Regions from separate parts of the Rattus norvegicus genome. Here region 1 is linked to region 2. A link is a contact called in public Hi-C data. All regions are on one chromosome and are shown on one strand. The core of a region is the stretch at or near the end of the contact, and the rest is flanking DNA. Distances in the headings are between cores, read along the strand shown.

Region 1 (6,525 bases), core at 367-2,866, 44 kb before region 2:
TTTTTCTAACTCCTCCATTGCAGTCTCCGTGCTCAGTCCAATGGTTGGCTATGAGCAATATAGCTGTCTCCTGGGAGGCTCTGCCAGAGTCTGACAAATACAGAGGTAGATGCTCTGGTCACGTTTTATTGTGTTTTTATTTCTCCCTAGAAGGATCCCAGTGGAAGAATTGACCTTAGCATTAAAATGGCATGTTGTGTATACATGTGTACATGGGCCCACACTATCAGGTGCCCAGTTGGGAACAACAACTTCAAGCTTTGAAGGAGGTCTTCAGAGAGACACCTTCACGGTTGAAGCAGAGGAAGCATTTCCAGAAGCTGACATAGAGACAGGGAGAGCGCTCCACGCAGCCTGAAGAGTGAGCAAATGACTGGACAGGAAAAAGCAGAAGGAAGCACAGTGAGCTGCCCATCCTTGCCTTGTGCTCTACCAGAGAGGTCCTGGCGCTCCTCAGTGTCCCTCAGAATCACCACGCCAGCTGCGTGGCCATAGGCAAGTTCCTTAACCTCTCAATGGTAAGTTGTATCACCAGTAAACAGAGATGATGTCTCCAAGAACTGTTCTAAGAATGAATTGGATATGGGAAAATATGATAAAGGATATTCATAAAATTAATGCAACTTTTTAGCAATTGTCGTTGATATTATTGACCAGCCATTAGCTCCTGGAAGGTAGTTTCCTACTGCTAATCCCCACTAAGCATCCAACAGTGTATTTTGCCCCAAACCAATGGGTACAAAGTATGCACTTACCTAAATAAGTCTCTTTGTATTTCTCTCAGTGTTCTGGCGAGCTTGTTTCCTCTTCAAAGAAATTGTTAGCCCCTTTTTCTTAGCTGGGTGATACATTGAAATGTCACAGTAGGGGCATGAAGCATAGGTCCTACCACCATGAATTTACAAACTAACATAGGACCATATAACAAAGGTAGTAAGTCTAAAGTCATACAGGTCCTATAAAAAAGTTCTATGATACTCTGATAGGCTATTAATAAGCAAAAAAAAGAGAAGGCGGAAGTCACTGCATGCCCAGATTATTTAGATGAGGTGGAACACTGGGGAGCATGTTCTAGAACCTGTGGGTAACATGGCCTGGCCAGTGTGTAGGAATCTGGCCTGTAGAGTAGCATAGAATCAGACTGAGAGAGACTTAGAGGCCTAGACAAAGATTCAGTTCTCATGAACAGTGGGCAGCCCAGCCTTAGCAGCCTCTGCTAACAAGAGTCTCTGCTCCTGGAGGTCAGAGGGCACTAGCACCTTCACCTCAGAGTCTTAATACAGAAAAGCTTCTTAGAGATTCTCACAGCACGGGACAGCAAAGCAGAGATCCAGCCACTCCAAGAATCATTTGATAGTGCCTCACTCCGTGGCTCTGTGTGAGAGGCAAGCTGTGTCCCTCATGATGTCCTAGCTTCTGTCCCCAGAAAGTCAGGGTGGTTCGCCACAGCACCTTGGCTTTCTCTGCCAGTTTCTCTTCCCAACACTTTCTGCTCTGTGTCGAAATTACAAGAGAAAGGAGAAGGGGAAGTCCCACACTGGGAAGTGAGAGTGGGTGGTGGAACAGAACGTAAATAAGTAAACACATCACTTATGAAGAAGTCGGGGAAGGGGGACTGTGTGTGTCGGGAGGAAGAAAACAGTGTTGCAGCCAATAGACTTAAAATTAAGCCCCACTTAGTGTTTCCTCTTCAGCGTAGAAACCACTAAAAAAAATTTTGAAGGGAAAAAAAAAAGCAGGAAGTTCCCTCATCCATGTTAACAATAGAACAATCCAGGGTAGGGTTTCACAAGGCAATTTCTTTTAAAAAAGAGAGGCAGGCACTCAGTGTTCAGATCGGTTGGATCCTGACTGGTCCTAGCTTGACTCCTAGCACTTCGGTGTTATAAATAGCTCAGCAATCACAACGAACTGCAATTAACTTCAGGCTTATTTAAATTATGTAGTTTGAGACTGAAAGGATATACTGGCAAGAACATTAGCACCAAACGTGGGAATTTTGGATTCTGTTTCCTGCACAGCCTGGAGGGCTAGTAAATTTGTCCTGTCCATCTGTCTGTCTGTTTATTTTCTTATCACTCACGTTCCCCTGGGACCTGCTGTCAAGGCCAGCAGTCAGAAGCTGGCCTTGAACTCTGGTCTTCCAGTTTGCACTTGAGTTCAGGTAACAGACAGGAAGACATTGGGCCTCTTTCCTTTCTCAGGACAAGCTCCCCTGGGCAGTCCCCTCCCTATATCCCATTCCTCCTGGTTCATGCTTTCCTCACACTGGAAGTTTCTGAAGTAGCTAACTACAGAGGTCCTCAACTCCTCCATGTCCTCAGCATGCTCTTCCTCATAGGAGATGCCCCTTCACTCTAAAACCTTGTCTCAGCTGTCGCCACTCCAAAAGGCTTTGCTCTTTTTGTTGGCTGGAGATCCATCCAGGGCCTGTGCATCCAAAAGACACTCTCTACCACTGAGCTAAATCCAGTTCATCAAAAGCATGCTCTCCCCTCCCCCCCTCCTCTCCTTCCCCCCCAACACACACACAGAGACACACACACTCAAAGACAGACAGACACACACACCCCTTCCCTCTTCTCTTCTCTCTCTCCATCCTCCCCTCCCCTCCCCTGAAGTCCTTTCACACTTGAATTTGTTCCTGTCACATCAGTCTCCTCTTGAAGGCTGTGTATCTCTGAGGAGTAGACTGCATTTCATCTCTTTCTATATATAAAGCACGTAGTAAAATAAGTGGCACCTAGCAGATGCTCGATACATAACTGAAGGAAAATAAATGAGGAAATTTTTCAGACCTGCCCTGAGACTTACTTTTACACTCAAATGGGTGCCCGGCTACTATTGTGCAATCTCTCTCACCATTTATGAAAGAGGTGCTGATTCAATTGCCCCTACCTGTCTCACCTAACAGATGAGGTCAATACTCATCCTGCCTGTGCAGGGGGATGTGATGGGAAGACGAGATGGAGGAGCCTAGAAAACCACTCTTCGAGGGGCCTGAGGTAAGCGCCTCATTTTTTCAGAGAGCCGCACCCACAGTGCAGCATCCTTGAGGAACCTCTCGACTGGGAAGTTGTTCATGCCCTCAATCTTCACTGGAGTAAAACCTAGATGGAAAATGGTGCTGTCCAGCGGCCAAACCGCAAGTGCAACGAGCTCGCCACGCCAACGAGATATCAGTGGTCAAAGGCCGGCTGCCTGTGGAAGGGATATGGGCCATGGCTATATTTTGTTTGGCCTGCATGATCTTAAAAAAAAAAACAACAAAGTTTGGATTAGCTACCAATGGTTAAGGATGAAGAGATTCGGCACTAAAAATCTTTCTGTGTTAACTTTGAGAAGACCAAGAAGATGAGGGGTGCCCTTGTGGACAAGGTGCTTGGAGGGAACAGAATATGCGTTCTGCCGCCCACTGCGTGCTCCACTTCCCTCAATTACAGAGCCTCCCTGGGACTTGGCTGTTGGGTTGGCAAGCTCCAGCCAAGGACTGGTAAGAGAAGCCAAGCTGTGGTCTAACGAGATGGGAGCAGAAGGACCCAGACCAGAATGAGGAAAGAAGCCCTGGATTAGAGGTCAAAACCAGTCTCAGCCCTTTCGCTGCCCTAGGACTGAACCAGGGGCAATCCACACACGCTACTCTAAGATCTACCATTGGGCTACACTCGAAGACAAACAATGGGCCTTTGTGAGTTCTTTGCTACCGAAACCAAGGATGGGATATGCTACAAAGGGCAGTGCCAAGTAAAGTCTAGAAGTGGTGCTTTGAGGAAGCATTACAGTGGCGGATAGCTTTTTTGGTATGTGCGTGCGTGCGTGTAAATTTAGATTCCCTTTCTTCTAACTTGTAGAACCATGTATGCAGGACTCTGCTTGGCGTGCCTATTGAGTATATCACACTGAATGTTTCAATTGCGGTGTCTGTGGGGCCCTCCAAATCTGCTCCCCCTGCCCTGATTTCCAACTCAATTAACAGTGTTTCCGATCATCCTCCAGAAACTCTGAAGCCTCCTCAACTCTAAATTGTTTTACGCTCATCTCTAAGGGACCCAGCTGCAGCTCTGCTTTCAAAAGTCTCAGAGCCCAACCTCTCCTCAGTAGCCAGTCTGCCATGTCTCTGGGCAGAGCCAATGCTTATCTCCTGGGTTGCTGGCACAGCCTCCCAGCAGATGTCCCTAATTCTGCCAGGTCCTCTCTTCTCAACACCCAGCCCAGGATTATTCTGTAAAAATAGGTCAGGTCACATCATTAGCTTAGCACATCCCAGTGAGCTCCTATTGCTTAGTGCCTTTAAGATCTCCCCTAACAAACCCATTAAGGGTGCCTTGACGATCTCCCCTAACTTAAGAATTACTCTGTGTTCACGCACGCCGGCTTCATCTACTGTTGCAGCAATACTCAGCCACACCGGCCATCTTCTTCAAGCATGCAGAACATGCTTCCACTTCAATGCCTTGGTATTGTTCCACTGAGCTGGGCTCTTCTTTCCCCCATATATGTACGTGTGTGTGTGTGTGTGTGTGTGTGTGTGTGTGTGTGTGTGTGTGTGTGTACACGTACACACTAATTCCAGCATATCCTTTAGGCTTTATAAAGAAGTTCCCATTTCAGGAATGCCCTCCCCCATCATCCTGAAAGCAATGCATCCCAATATCTTAGATCCCTGTTTTTAGTCATTAATTTGCTCACTGATGTGACAGTGTACACCTGAATGGACGAAAGGTTTATCTTAGCTCACCGGTTCAGAGAATTTTCATTCCATCATGGCCAGGAAGGTATGGAAACAGAGGCTGGCAGCCAACTGCCTCTGAATGCACAGACTGAGTCCAGAAGAAGGGTAAGACCCTCAAAGACACACTCCCAGTGTCCTGTGTCTAACAGGCAGGCCCTATTTTCAAAGGGTTCTTCAGCCATTTAAATTAGTACCTCAGTCTCACCCTGTTCTGGAGGAGATAAGCTACCATCAGATAAGCCTATGAAAGACATTTTACATTCTAATCATAATATATCTTTATCCTATTTTAAAGATTCTAATTCACTTATTTTATTTCTTGAGATTTACTCATGTTGTGTATGTAAGTGTTTGCCTGCATTTATGTAAGTGAACCAGTATGGGTGGTGCCTGTGGCAGTCAAAAGGGGATCTGGATCCCCTGGATCCGGAATTACAGATGGTTGTGAGCACCATGTGGGTCCTGAGAACTGATCCTGAATTCGACAAGTGCTAGTAACCATCTCTCCAATCCCTCTTTCCTGTTCGTTTCCCTAAACTTTATCGGCTTTTATTTACTGTCTGTTGCTCCCAGCCAGAGGGCAGGCTTCTCAGACATGGTACCTTCTGTGCTCCACTGGCTACCATCTTCACAGTGCCTGGTAGAACACTGAGCACATCACTGACGATTAATAAATATCTGGATGGATGCAATTCTTCTGTATCTCCCATATATTAAGATCACACTTTCCTATAATCATTGCCATGAGAAGGACAATCAAGTATTTTTCTTGAGTATGTGACCACAGAAGATGACAGATATATTAGATTTAAACTTCAACTTTGAAAGAGGTAGATCTTCAAGTGTGGGTGAGTAGCCGACAGTCAGAGAGTAGAGGCACAGGCTCTTCAATGACCATGTAACAGGATGTGTGCAGCAGGAACCATCGGGTTGGCATCTGTTGGATTTTGCCCTGGCCCCTTAGACACATGTACAAAGCACACTGGAGCTAGACTGTTAACTAGAATTTCCCCACTCAGGAACTTAGTTCCCCTAGCTCATCTTCTCTTTGCGTCTTTCACCTCTCAGGCTTGAGAAGCTCTGCTTGGCTGGCCCTGGATGTCTCCAGCTCCATTGCTCAACTTCTGGCTCACGGCATTTCTCCTGCCTCCGGGCTCACCCTTGTATCATGAGTTCCTCTTGGCATTGGCCTGGGGAGGAGATGTAGGATGGGAAGAAGTCCAAGAAAGTATCTGAGACGCTTCCTCCCCAGTTTATCTTTTTAACCAGTCCTTTGAAGCTATCTGAGTGGAACAAGTTTCAGGATAACTCTGAACTATGAAAACAGAAAGCTGAGATATTCAGAGCCATTTTAGACAGATGCATGCTAAAAAGCATCTCATGTTTGTCTGGAAACGCAGTGTGAGGTTCACTTTAAAAGGCAATGAAAGCATGAGTTACTGAAACCATCAGGAATCTGATGAGGAATTTACAGACCTGCAAAGGCAAGGCCCAGAGATGAGAAATCTGTTTCCCCAGCACCCTTCCCCATGGAGCCAAGGGTGAGATAAGGTATTGGAAATTCTATTTACATTGAGCATTTTCTATTATATGCACCATAATCGAAAATGGGCCATCTTGGCCTGATGGAGGCTTATCTCCTCCAGAACAGGGTGAGACTGAGGTCTTGGCTTAGGACTTTTTCTGAGAGCAGCTACTTAGTGTATGTTGGTTTGTCACCTTCTAATAGAATAATGGCTCCAAGGAGGACCACATCCTGATCTTGGAAATTATTGAATATGTCACCTCAGTTG
Region 2 (6,920 bases), core at 3,320-5,819:
GTATGAGCTGTGTGTTCCGGTTTTTTTTTTTTTTAATTGACTGTGAAATTATCCATTTGGCAATCACATTGCTGATATGCAAAAAAATTCTTATTTTAATTATAAAAGCAAATATGACCCTTGATTATTAAGAAAGCTTTTTCAAATCAGCCAGTTTATTTCTGGATATAATCAAGTACACCTGGCAATATTAGAATCTTAAAGATATCGATTTCTGTGTGTTGGTGGGTGGTTTAAAAATAATTGAAGGAACCAAACCTTCTTGCCAATCCAGGCAACTGTGGAATTTAATTATCAGTGGTCATCATTAAAACAGAGGCTCACCCATTCCTTTTACACATAATTGAACCCTCCATAGGAAAATTCTAAAGAGTTCTCGAAAAAATGTATTTTTAAGTTAATGTTAACCTGACGACTTTGCTAGGTGACAGTTGGTAACAGGCACAAGGACACACTTGGGTGATGTGGTTAAACAAAAGCAGGGAAGATTATTCAAGTTAGAGAACCTTGAGCTTCTGCTGAGCGAATCACCAGTTTCCCTCCATGCAGCCACCAGGAAACTTCATTCTCTCAGCCGGTCCTCAGAGACCGACTGACAGCATACTGGGACCCTGGAGAAGCTGGCTGTTCTTTTACTAGTGCCCCAATGTCCAAGTTCATCCTTGATTTCAGGATCATGTCATCAAAGCCTCCAGGAAGTTTCCCACCTACCAGGAGAAAGGATCAAGGACCCAAGAAAAGCAAGGGAAAGTTACAGACTTAGCCTGGGTCTAAGTTCTCAGTCATCCTGAAATGCCTTTCTTTGCCTACATTCTAGAAAGCTTCTAACTATCCATCAATGTCCGACACTTGTGTCAACTCCACTGGCTACTCCAGACTAAAGCCATCACTTCCTTACCCTGCACACCCCTCTACATACATAAATACACACATACACACATACATACATACATACATACATACATACATACATACATACATACTGTATCACTGTAGGGCACGGGCTATGAGATGGCTGCCTATCCTTCCTGCTGCTTCTCAGAGACTCTTGAGTAATCTTTTCAATGCAAGCACTCAGAGCTATATCTGAAACCTACAATGTGCTCACTCACTAAAATGTTTCTTTAATGGAGCTAAAACTCAAGATTAAATTCAGCATATGCACTGGCTGGTATCGTGTCAACTTGACACAAGCTAGAGTCCTCAGAGAGGAAGGAGCCTCAGTTGAGGAAATGCCTCCATGAGATCCAGCTGTAAGGCATTTTCTCAATTGGCAATCAGTGGGGGAAGGCCTGGCCCATTGTGAGTGGTGCCATCCCTGGGCTGGTAGTCCTGGGTTGTAGAAGAAAGCACGCTGAGCAAGCCATAGGGAACGAAGCAGCAGGCAACACTCCTCTGAGGTCTTTGTATCACATCAGCTCCTGTCTCCAGGTTCCTGCCCTGTTTGCGTTTTCTGTTCTGACTCCTTTGGTGATAAATAGCAATCTGTAAGTATAAACCAAATAATTCTTTCCTCCCCAACTTGCTTTTTAGCCACAGTGTTTCTTTGCAGCAATATAGACCCTAAGAGTATGAGGGAAGAAAGGGATTTCATGTGCACTGAGTGCAGAGTTTATTTCATCATCTAAGGTTGAAGCCACTGAACACCTTCATCCCTCAAAGAAGACTGTGAATCTGTTTGCAAGATGTTTTAAAGGTGTGTGTGTATGTATGTATGTATGAATGTATGTATGTATGTATGTATGTATGCATGCATGCATGTGTAGGCGTGCCTATTGAGGCCAGAAGAGGGCTTGCATGCCCTGGAGCTGGAGTTACAGGTTGTTGGGAGCCTTTCAATGTATCAAGGGTACTTGGGCCTGAACTCAGGTCCTCCGGGAAGAACAGCAATCTCTCTTAACCACTGAGCCTCTCCTCTGCACCAAGCTCTCTTATGCATTAGACCCTGGGCCCGAAACTCAGCATACTGATTTAATGCGAAAATTGAAGCTAGGAAAAACTTAAGTAACCCACCTCAAGAGGCCTCACTGGCCAGCAGGGGAGCCAGAATTCAAATACAATGATCTCAGAAGTTTGAAGCTACAAAGAAAGCTAGAATTATCTCCCTTGCTAAGCCTTGAAGTCCAAGCCTGGCCCACAGTTGGCCCTTCCGCCTGGTGACTAATGGGTTCACAGAGTGCCCTACTTTCTCAGACTCTGGCCTTTGCCTGCAAGAACCCAGCTGCTCTGCGAAACAGACTCTATTCTTCTCTGCTCAACACCTCTCACAGGTGTGAATTGCTTGTGTCCTCTGAATTATTCATTAGCCACACAATGGTAAGTGTGCTTAAAAAGAACTATGATTCCATATTTTTGCAAGACAAAGTGTCTGATGAATTGGTGCACTAGGCCATATAAACCCACAGGTCAGGTTGATTTACATGCAATGGTAAATAGATTCAATGTCCACTCTTTTGCCTTTCAGATTTCATGCAATTTCCCACAGTCTCCAACAGGATTAAGAGACGGGTCCATAAAACAGGGGAGAAAGCCATTGTAAGCCTGCTGTCCTCTCTGCAGTCACCGCCCTCCAAAGCTTATCCTGGCTGCTATGAGCAGCAAAGTCTTCCCAGGGCTGACCTAGGCTTCTTAAGCTGTATCAAGATCCAGAATTTCAGATGGCACAGCATCGGTACCCTACGCCTCCAGGGAATCCTAAGATGATGCTGTCTCCTGTTTCCTCCTCATCATCATCCTTCCTCGGTCCTCCCCTTGCTACCTTTATCCCCTCAGTTCATGGAGTGGGCAGGCTTTGGAGAGGGAGAAACATGTGCTAATAGGAAGGCAGCATCTCTGCATTTTAAATTCAATGTTAGTCAACCAAAATGAATTGAAACGCAGTGGCAGTGGTTTGAGGGTACTAAAAATAAGCCCTAGCATTTGCTGAGTTCTCAGAATTAAAACCACAGGCGGTCAACTTGTTGCTGTTCTTAATAAGAGCTGACTGCTCTGCCCACCAGTCCCTACTGCCAGCAGCTCAAACTACCCGGCACCTAACAATGCTGTTTTTATTAGTTGACAGCACTCATTAAAGGAAGTGTCATTTCCATGGGACTAAACCTGACCAAGAAAAGATAGCATGTAGCAAGCATTCAAGAGAACAACTACTCTCTGGTCACAGTCACCTTGTGTCTACAATTTGGTTAGTTACACATCCACAGCTGTGGTTCCTTTCATGCCTGCCTTCCTGCCCAATGCTGCATCTCTTCTCCACACTGAATTTAATTTTTGGAGAATAAAGAAAAAGAATTCAATGGGACACCATACAATATTAATACACAGAGCATTCCCACTAGGACTTTAAGACTTTTCTTTGACCCTTGAGTTCTGTATGTCAAACAGAACTGTGTGTCTTAACAGCCATCCCTTCAGGGTTTCTTATTAAAGTTTTCAGTGACCAAAGGGGTAGGGGAACTGTACCTAATGCATCATTCTGATTAGAAACCTGTCATGTTCAGAAACCAGAGGGGCTGCCTCCATTGATTCTTATGCCTTTGCATTCATTATCATTTTTTTTCTGTTCAATTAGACCTGCTGATCAACCATAGAAAAGCTGAAAGCCCTTTTTTTCACCCAGCCACATTTAACACAGAAAAAAAATGGAAGCCTTGAAAGTAAAATTACAGCGTAGGATAAGAACGCGTCTAGAGCCCCCCTCGCTCGCTCCTGCACACACACATGCTCTCTGTGTCTGTCTCACAGTCTCTCTGTCTGTCTCTGTCTCTCTCTCTGTTTCTCTGTCTCTGTCTACACACACACACACACACACACACACACACACACACACACACACACACACACAGTTCACAGGGTAAACATGCCAGGAGTCAGAGAGGCTGGGCTCGACCTCCATTCCACTATCCCACTTTAGTAGGACGAGCAAGACACATTTTCCTCCTGGCTGCTCTCTCAAACCCATGCCCCAAGCGAGTGTCTCCAAGGAGCTAATTTCTGAAACAAACAAAGAAATCCGAGTCTGCAAGGAGCTAGGGTTTGCACCCTTCTTTGGCTCTGGGTATCCAGGGTAGCAGGCGCCAAGATACACAGGTCCGGAGCTCAGCTGTGCCCTCACCTTCCCGGCGCTTTCTGCCCCCGTTCCAGCTGTGCAGAAAGTGCAAGGCTGCTGGCAGCTACTGCTCGCCAGGAGCCCCAGACTCCTGGTCCGCAAGCCTAGGACACTACCGAGTCCCACCTCTACGCTGTCACAGGTCAGACGAGGAGGTGCTGACCACCTTAACAAGTGTCCCGGGGACGCTGGTGCCCCGCGCCACGCTCTCCTAGAGCGGGCGGGACGGCCACAGGTAGACTCTCCATCCCCGCACAGGCGACCGCGCGCTGAAACTCACCAGAGGACACGGAGGAGCCGGACAGACTAGAGTTGCTGGACGCTGCCATCTCGGCGCCGCGCGTCGCTGCTTGCTCAGTCCCGGTGCGGGCGGCGTCGCCGCTGCCCTCGGCCGGCCGCTCGCAGCCCGCGCGGCCCCCAGCCCATGGCAAAGTCCTGGGGACGCGCGGGAAGCACCGGCCTCCGGACTCTGCCTGCACTTCCTGCTCCGCCAGATGACGCGCTGCCGCCGCCGCTATTTATTCGTGCTCGCTGTCCCTCTCGGCGCCTGGGCGCGCTCCGCTACGGGCGTCGGAGTGGCAGGGGCGCAGCGAGGCCGAGGCGGCCGGCCAGGAGGATGGGACCACCGCTCTCAGCGTCCCCGCTGTCCCCGCTGCGAGCCCGCTCCCTGCGCGCGACTGGAACCTGGGCACCCCTGGGCTCCCAGCACCAGCTCTAGAGAATTCAGCCTCCGCCGCCGCACTTCGAGCGGCCCGGGCAAAGGCGGGGGAGACAGATAGACAGCGACCTCCCCCTTCTCCCTCCTCCCCAACTCAGCTCGCGCGCGCACACAAAGGAAGGAGGAGAGGAACGCCGGCGCTCCGGGCTGAATCCACTCTGCCCGCTTGACAGCTCCAGCACCCCTGGCTGCTGGGGGAGGCTGAGGACCAAGGGGTGGGGACCATCAGGACTCGGAGCCTGCCCCGAGGTGTTGGGCAAACCGCCAGGGACGCGCAGCGGACCGAGCAGCAGTGTACAGCGCTGCTTCCCGAGTTAGAGAAGGGGATGGAGGGGTTGTAGGAGGAAGGTGGCAGCAAGCTCTAGGCTCTGGAGCAACCACACAGTGTGGGGAGGGAGTGCGGGGGGGGGGGTCCCAGAAGGCGAAGGCGAGGTCTCTGAGGATTAGGTGCGGGGCAGCAGGCCAGGATGCCACCGAGGCTGGGAAGCGCCCTTTCCACCACCCTACAATTTGTCCTTTGTTGGTCAGGAATCGAAGGTCCCTGCCCTGGTGTAGGTCTCCTAAACCACTCAGGGAGCCGATCTGGCTACACTGAAGTACTCCAGTCACTGGCAGGGACCGTGCCCCAAAAGTCCACTATGCTTCTGAGACTGGTGTTAAAAAAAAATAAAAATAGAGACATCCCAAAGGTGGCATCGGTCTTACACAAAGAAAGTGGTCCTCTGCCCCTTGTTCGGGTCCTCACAAAAGACTAAGACTGCAGCAGGTGCAACTGAAGCCTTTAAGGATAAGGAATTGCCTAGGTGTATGAGAGAAAGGGACTGGGGCTGGTCTGTGCCATTCTCCTGTATTTAAACCTAAATTAATTTCACTGGAAGGAAATGTCATGCAGATATATATTTTAAAATCCGTTTCACGCTCCCAGCAGAGTAATCGGTTCTTTCATTCCTAAAGCTACAGAAAACTGTGAAATTTGAACAGAAATTGTTAGATCAAAGGAAAAAAAGCAAACATTAAAGGAATGAAAGTACTCTCATTATAGAGCAAAACGGAAAGTGTTCGCATTGGGAGCAGCACGATTTTGAAAAACATGGCTAAGAAGGGCATAGTCCATTTGAAAATTATCAGGAGTGACTCGGAACAGCGGCCACGTCCTGGGGGCCTCCACATCTGCAGAGGACCTCGTGTACAGTGAATAATAAGTGTTAAATGATCACGATATGCACTCATGTCACATTTTCTACTTGATTTAAAGTATATTTTAAAATTTCCCCCTAGGATGCCATCCCAGTGTGACTGCCCAACAAGTGCCCCCACCCACATTTATTTGTTGATTAGTTTGGGGGGGGAACCTCTTGTTGAACTCCCATGAGCCACTTCAGCTCCACTGAGCTGTATCATCATGGACTCCATTTATAGGGCTCTTAAGACAGATCTGCCTGGGTCAGCTAGACTCAGGTACTGCTAAGTCTCCTCATCCCATGCACTTTTGGAGGGCAGTGCAAGCTTGAGGTGACTTCATCTGGAGCCCTGTGGGTACATACACTCACCCAGCATGCTCTGGACCACTCTATGGGAGTGGAACTTCTTGCACACCCAGAGTTCAAGGCACGACATGACATTCAGTTGTCTGGCTAGTAATTTACAAAGTCCTCTGGATCTCTAGATGGTGGGCAAGGCTGTCGCTGGACAAGATCATTACTACGTGGGCATTGAAGAAAACCAGCATCTCAGTTCAAACAAGGATGTCAGCAAATACTTTATAGTCCTGTTTCTCCACTTCTACTACTGATAACATGGAGAATAAGCTTGAGAAAAATACTAGTTGTGATACCATATCGTGCTATTCAAGACTGTATTCCAAGAGGTTGTAAATTGTTTAGCTGAAAGGTAGAACCAAACATTCGAACAATGTTTTCTTTCTCCAGGAACCCAAGTGGTATGCATATGTGGTAGTTTGAATAGGAATGACCCGTATAGACTCGTGGCTTGAATGCTTGGCCATAAGGAGTAGCACTATTAGGAGGTGTGGTCTTATTGGAGGAGATGTGACCTTGTTAGAGGAAGTGTGTCACTGTGGAGGTGGGCTTTGAGGTG

Evidence for each region. Hi-C and Micro-C count contacts between places; a contact is called where the count stands out from the background.
Region 1: a contact with region 2 is called in a Hi-C map of liver, with 1.6 times the contacts expected there. The contact joins the enhancer-like site here to the promoter of Chn2 in region 2. A contact is called at or near these places in 2 of 12 Hi-C or Micro-C datasets (kidney and liver).

Annotation. Positions count from the first base shown.
Region 1 is chr4:84,517,647-84,524,171 of GRCr8, reverse strand. All of the region lies in intron 1 of Chn2 (chimerin 2), which reads right to left. Among named protein-coding and RNA genes, the nearest start is that of Chn2, 42 kb to the right of the region's middle. Within about 2 kb of position 1,616, at least 27 of the 93 cell types and tissues checked have an H3K27ac peak or open chromatin away from gene starts, as enhancers often do. A contact at or near this core is called in liver, where this site is marked.
Region 2 is chr4:84,476,638-84,483,557 of GRCr8, reverse strand. Chn2 (chimerin 2) reads right to left here and starts at 4,569. Exons shown (of 13, transcript NM_032084.2): 1 at 4,386-4,569. The coding sequence starts at 4,434.